2 separate regions of the Zea mays genome follow, and region 2 is linked to region 1. Evidence: chromatin contacts called from public Hi-C data. All regions are on one chromosome and are shown on one strand. Each heading gives the region's core, a stretch centred on a gene start, on an enhancer-like site or on the middle of the called end of the contact. The rest is flanking DNA. Distances are from core to core; before and after follow the strand shown. Region 1 holds the start of LOC103630191 (Heat shock protein DnaJ with tetratricopeptide repeat). Region 2 holds the start of LOC103630192.

Evidence for each region. Hi-C and Micro-C count contacts between places; a contact is called where the count stands out from the background.
Region 2: a Hi-C map of leaf shows a contact between it and region 1, with 5 times the contacts expected there. The contact joins the promoter of LOC103630192 here to the promoter of LOC103630191 in region 1. A contact is called at or near these places in 7 of 25 Hi-C or Micro-C datasets (bundle sheath, ear, endosperm and 3 more) and 1 of 3 datasets of contacts at active chromatin or transcription factors (seedling).

What each region holds. Positions count from the first base shown.
Region 1 is chr6:146,989,469-146,992,434 of Zm-B73-REFERENCE-NAM-5.0, reverse strand. It overlaps LOC103630191 (Heat shock protein DnaJ with tetratricopeptide repeat), which reads left to right and starts at 1,551. Exons shown (of 11, transcript XM_008651268.2): 1 at 1,551-2,966. The coding sequence starts at 1,817.
Region 2 is chr6:147,200,670-147,203,635 of Zm-B73-REFERENCE-NAM-5.0, reverse strand. It overlaps LOC103630192, which reads right to left and starts at 1,459. Exons shown (of 28, transcript XM_008651269.3): 1 at 1,184-1,459; 2 at 799-870; 3 at 415-501; 4 at 153-328; 5 at 15-79. The coding sequence starts at 422.

The sequences.
Region 1 (2,966 bases), core at 302-2,801:
CTTTTGTCGACTGGCGCACCGGACAGTCCGGTGCACACCAGACACTGTCCGGTGCCCGATTTCCTTCCAAAAATGGCGCAGTCGACCGTTGGCAGCCTGAGAGCCGTTGGCGCACCGGACATGTCCGATGCACACCGGACAGACCGGTGCCCCTTCTAGCCGTTGGCTCGGCCACGTGTCCCGCGCAGATCGCGCGGCCGACCGTTGGCCCTGCCGACCGTTGGCTCACCGGACAGTCCGGTGCACACCGGACAGTCCGGTGAATTATAGCCGTATGTCGCCGATGAATTCCCGAGAGCGACGAGTTTGCCTGTGAACGAACCACCGGACAGTCCGGTGCACCACCGGACAGTCCGGTGAATTATAGCCGTACACCGCCGTCGAAGTCCCGAGAGCAGCCACTTTGCCAGAGCCAGCCTGGCGCACCGGACACTGTCCGGTGCACCACCGGACAGTCCGGTGCTCCAGACTGAGCTGAGTCTTGGCTGCTCGAGCCAAGACATTTTCAATTGGATTTTTTCCTGTTTCCAGCACTTAGACACAATACATTAGTCCATAAAACAATGTACTAAGTCTGAGAAACATACCTTTATCCTTGATTTGTACATTGTCCACCTTTTTACACTTAGGCACTTGTGTTGGACACTAAATCACCAAAATACTTAGAAATGGCCCAAGGGCACATTTCTCTTTCAGACACGTTAGCACACTGCTACATCCCCCATTGTACACCTGAGCCCTCTCTTTACGCCTATAAAAGGAAGGTCCAGGGCTCTCATACGAGAAGGTTGGCCGCGCGGGAGGACGGACCGGCGCGTATAAGCCTCTCGCTCTCTCTCTCCCACGCGGACGCTTGTAACCCCCTACTGCAAGCGCACCCGACCTGGGCGTAGGACAACACGAAGGCCGCGGGTTTCCTCCTTTTTCCTGTCTCCTTTTTCCCCCTTCGTGCTCCGTCTCGCGCCGACCCATCTGGGCTGGGACACGCGGCGACAATTTACTCGTTGGTCCAGGGACCCCTCGGGGGTCGAAACGCCGACAGTACCAGGTTAGCTCTTCCTTTCAGCAGGGGTGTTCACCTGAGAGCTACCTGTTGTCTTGCTGGGTTGCTCGGCGGGTAGGTTGGTCGGCAATCCCGCCTCGCTAGGTTGCTCGGCGGTCCTCGCCTCGTTGGGTTGCTTGACGAGTATTTGTTCGATAGGCGGGCTGGTCGGTTTGGCGGGCCGTCCCCAGGAGACCTTTTAAACCTTCATGCCAAACTATTTGACAGGTAGTCAATCTAGTTCATGGGCCGTCTTTGGGAGGCCTTCATGCCTTCCTTTACCATGTTCCAGGTATCAAGGAGCTTTTGTCTCCTTATCAAAACTGTCTTGAAAATGGTTTAATTTACAAAAGTAGAGTGTTTTGACTTAGAAGTAAGAAAATAAAATTGTTTTATGAAAATAATCCAAGTGGTGATAAAATAGTTCAAATATACCAAATCTTATACTAATTTTATTGGTGTTTGACCTACTTCAATTTGCCCCCTACGAAGGCATTTCCGAACGGCCCAACCCAACGTCACAACTGCGAGTCTACGAATTCCGTAAACCGGCCGACCAACAAAGCTGCCGTGTGCCCGTGTGGAAGCGTCCTCGCCTCCTCGGCCCCCTCGAATCACACGCGCCCCGCCTCATTCGTCCATTCCCCAGCCTTCCAGAGCCCGCCGCCGCCGGCCGCTGCTCCCCCGACGCGGGGGAAGCCACCGGCGGTAGCGCTCGCTTCGCCGCGCCAAAAACCTAGCGGCTCCGAGCTCCCCGCCGCCTCCGTGGCTTATATGGCGAACCCGGGCCTAGGGCTTGGACTCGCGCCACCGGGCGCCGAGCCCTCCGCCGGAGCGCCGCCCTCTTCACGTCGCGCGCCGCGCTTGGCCAAACGGCGCCACGCGCCCGCCTCCTCCCGCTCCCGCATGCCGCAGACCTCAGCCGGAATATGGAACCCGTTTGGTGGTGGCGGAGGTACGGATAGACAGACCGGAGGCTTTGTGTTTGGTGCTGCTTCGGCAGTGAGCCAACAGCCTTTGGAGCCAGCAGTGTCAGTAGCTTCACCCACTGAGGCGCCCTTCGTGTTTGGGAGCGTGAGGGAGAGCCTGCCTCGGTTTGACGAGGGATCGCCCGCTTCATCAAAGCTCCCTGATAAGATGGAGAAGTTGAACCTGCGAACATCAAGTGAGGTTGACGATGGTCTCGGTCAGGGGAGGGATCGAAAGGATGGAAGTTCGGTATTTGGTGCTGATATATCTGGTTTGTTTTCTAGTAACAAGGAATCTAATGTGCTCCAGGAGAAGCTTACACAGTTGAATTTAGGCCACAAAGAACCCTTGCAAAGTAAGAAGAGGGATAGTGCTAATGGTGTGCCGCAAGCATTTGTGTTTGGAGGTAATGGAGCTGGGAGTTTTGCTGACTGTAAGAACAAAGCCGCCCCTGGTGCACATTCAGATGATCCTAGTTCAGTTCATGGCACTGATGCAAAAGGTATGGCTGGGAAGTCGATGCAGTTCAATATAGGCAGTCAAGCACCTTCCAGGGGTGGGGGGATTGATCGTACTAATGGAGCACCAGAAGCTTTCACGTTTCGAAGTACCACATTAAGTGGTCATGTGGATAATATAAACAATGTTGACTCTGGTGCCAATACCAGTTCTTCCACTGTTGCTAAATGTGTTTGTGATGCAGATTTTCCTCTGGAAAAGATAACACGGTTGTGTATAGGAAGTGACATGCCCTTGCATGAGACGAAAAGTGGTTATCAACCCAAAGTGTTTACGTTTGGAAGTGGAGGAATCCCAGGCGCTGTTTTTGGGAAGGAAACTGGCAGCACATCAGATAGGAGCAGTGAATTCCTCTCTGCAAATAGCAATACTTCTAGTTCAAGCAGTGATTTTTTCTCTACAGCAAATAGCAACGTTTCTAATTCCGCTAATGGCA
Region 2 (2,966 bases), core at 210-2,709, 210 kb before region 1:
ATAAACCAACTCACCACATATGGATAGTCAAGGCTATCATGAAAAAGGCGGATGGCGTCTCCAAGGTCAAGAGGTTCACCTAAATTTTCTAAGCATTTCAGAATTGATGCAAGAATAAACAAAAAAGGAACTTCGATAATGCTACACTTCACCTTTCTTAGCACAGTTGAGGACATAATCAACACTAACTTGATCTATATCTACATCATCCAAAGAGATTGCACCAGGTGGCATTGCAACTTTCTTGATCAAGTTGCCAGAAAGAATGTAGTTGAGTAATACTTGACGGTCACGGCGATAACGTTGCAGCAGCTCAACAACATTTTCTCTGGTTAATTTGAAACATAAAACAGTCACTATGCAATTAAATGTAACATCCTTATGAAAGAAGGGTTACTCTGCAGCGAATCTTACTCGTCCATATTATGTATGCTGGGGCGGCAGCACTCTAGTTTTAAAACCCTGATAGAGGTGCTACCAAATTCCTCACAATCAGCACAGCTGGAATAGCCACAAAAAAAACATGCTATACTATTACATCAACCGAAAACCACATACAGCATGGTAATAAGAGATGTTCGGTAAGCAACTCCAAAAGTCTTGATTAAGTATGCAATGTTGTGTACAAAAGATATTCAGTGAACTGCAACTATTATCTAGTTGTAGATGTTTGTGTGAACAAATTGAGGTAATCCATATGGAATTTCACTCTGACAAATTCATGGCTAGCAAATACAAATCCACCCTGAACAGTCAGACATTCAACATTTATGACTTGGCAACAGAAAATGCACTGACCATAGCTCCCAGGACACTCCTGATCCAACCAAATTAGCGAGCAAAGCAACACCACACAGCCATCCACGTAACCTGTGCCAAAATGAGAGGAAACACACAATGCCAAACACATCCAGCGCCCTATTTGACTTTCACACGCTAATTAAACCCCAAATTGCCAACTCACACACCATCCAGCGTCCCATTCCTGCCAGACCCGCGTGCACCCGAAATTAAGCAACGGACGCCGAAGCAACGAGCCCACTGCCCACCGGTGGTCCAAACCGCAAAAGCTCTACCCGTCCGCTTCCCCAGGACGCGCCCACCACTACAGCGCAGCGCCAGCAGCCAGCGCGTCTCCAAATGAGATCTGGATAGAGAGGCTAGAAGACGAGGGGGTAGGTACCTGCACGGAGCCGAGATCTAGCGGATTGGAGAGCAGGTGGAGTTCGATGGGGGTGGAGGAGGTTACAGACGCGTGCTCGCCGGTGGAGACAAAACTAGCTCGCCGATGGATACCAGACTAGCTCGCCGGAGAGGCATGGGAGTCGGAGAGAGAACGCGGGCACGTGACGTGAGCAGTGGAGCCGCCAAGTACCAAGTCGGACCGAGACACCTCTGACGTAGTGACGTGCCAAACGCCCAAACTCTAGTCTTAGATTAGAGTAAGTTGAGCCAGATCATATGATCTAACTTAGTTCAAAATAAGTTACATTATATAAACAAGTATCCCCTAATTCCACAAGAGTGTTAAAAATTTCCTAAAAATGATTATTCGTGGTATGCTAAAAAATTTAAGAGTAAACTGTACCAACAGTCTCTTTGAATAAATGCTGGAAAATTAAAAATTAGGCTAAGCTAAAAAAGAATGATGGGAGGTGAGATTAATTGGCAGGAAATCTCTACTACTCTATATGTTTCTAGAGTGGGCGTCCACATGCTCTGGTGAAGCATGCCTCCGCTCGGCTCTTCTCGCCCCCACTCTCCTCTCACCCGCAATTCCTGCGGTCTCACCCCAGATCTGCGTCCGCAGATCCGCATCTCTAAACCCCGCCCCAGCTCTCTCCATGAAAGTTGACATGCTCCGCCCTGAATCCGTGTCTGCGACATCCTCCACCTCGGATCACCGCGTCCATGCTCTCCATGGACGGCAAATCCGCGACGTGGATTGGGTACCCCGCCCCCGCTCTCTCCTTGGAAGTCTGCGATAGCCCGATCTCCATGGAAGGGTCATCCACTGAAAGTCGCCTAGAGGGGGTGAATAGGCGGAATCTAAAAATTATAAACTTAAGCACACACTACAAGCTGGGGTTAGCGTTAGAAATGAATTCGAGTCCGAAAGAGAGGGGAAAACAAATCAACCAAGAAATAAAACGGATGAACGCGGTGATTTGTTTTACCGAGGTTCGGTTCTAAAGAACCTAGTCTCCGTTGAGGTGATCACAAAGACCGGGTCCCTTTCAACCCTTCCCCTTCCTCAAACGGTCACCTAGACCGAGTGAGCTTTCTCCTTAATTCTCAGGTCACTTAGACCCCACAAGGACCACCACACAATTGATGTCTCTTGCCTTGCTTACAAAACACTTGGGAACTGTTGGGGACTTGTTCTCAAATGCTATGAATCAAGAACAATCCCAAAGTATTAAATGTTAAAGTCCTTCGACCTTCGTCCTTTGAAGCATTATTCCCCTTAGGATATAATGATATTCAGACGAAGGTCATGAAGGACGTACCTTCATGATTGCAATATATATTAATAAATGAAGAAGCATATAGAATATGAGAGACAATATAAACAATCGTATAATATTGTTAATTCATTCTTATTATATTATCATAGAAAGATAGAAACATTATTGAATTATAAAAATACCTTCGGCTTGACATAAGGCAAGAAGTACTAGCGTGACACAAAAGCAAGTACCAGTCAGCGTGAACAGTACGGGGTACTGTTCATCTATTTATAGACACGGGACACAGCTCGTATAAAATTACATCCAGACCCTTTACATTTGCTAATAACTTTAAGGTAACCCACCGAGGTCTAAATAGCCTTTTCCCTTTTAAGTCGGTTCCCTTTTCGTCGTTATGTCGAAGCTCCCTTGCACGTAGCTTCGTCGCTGCATCAACCTTCGTATTATTTGTGCTTTTCACCCTGTATGATTCTGACCCGAGACTGAAGGCACATG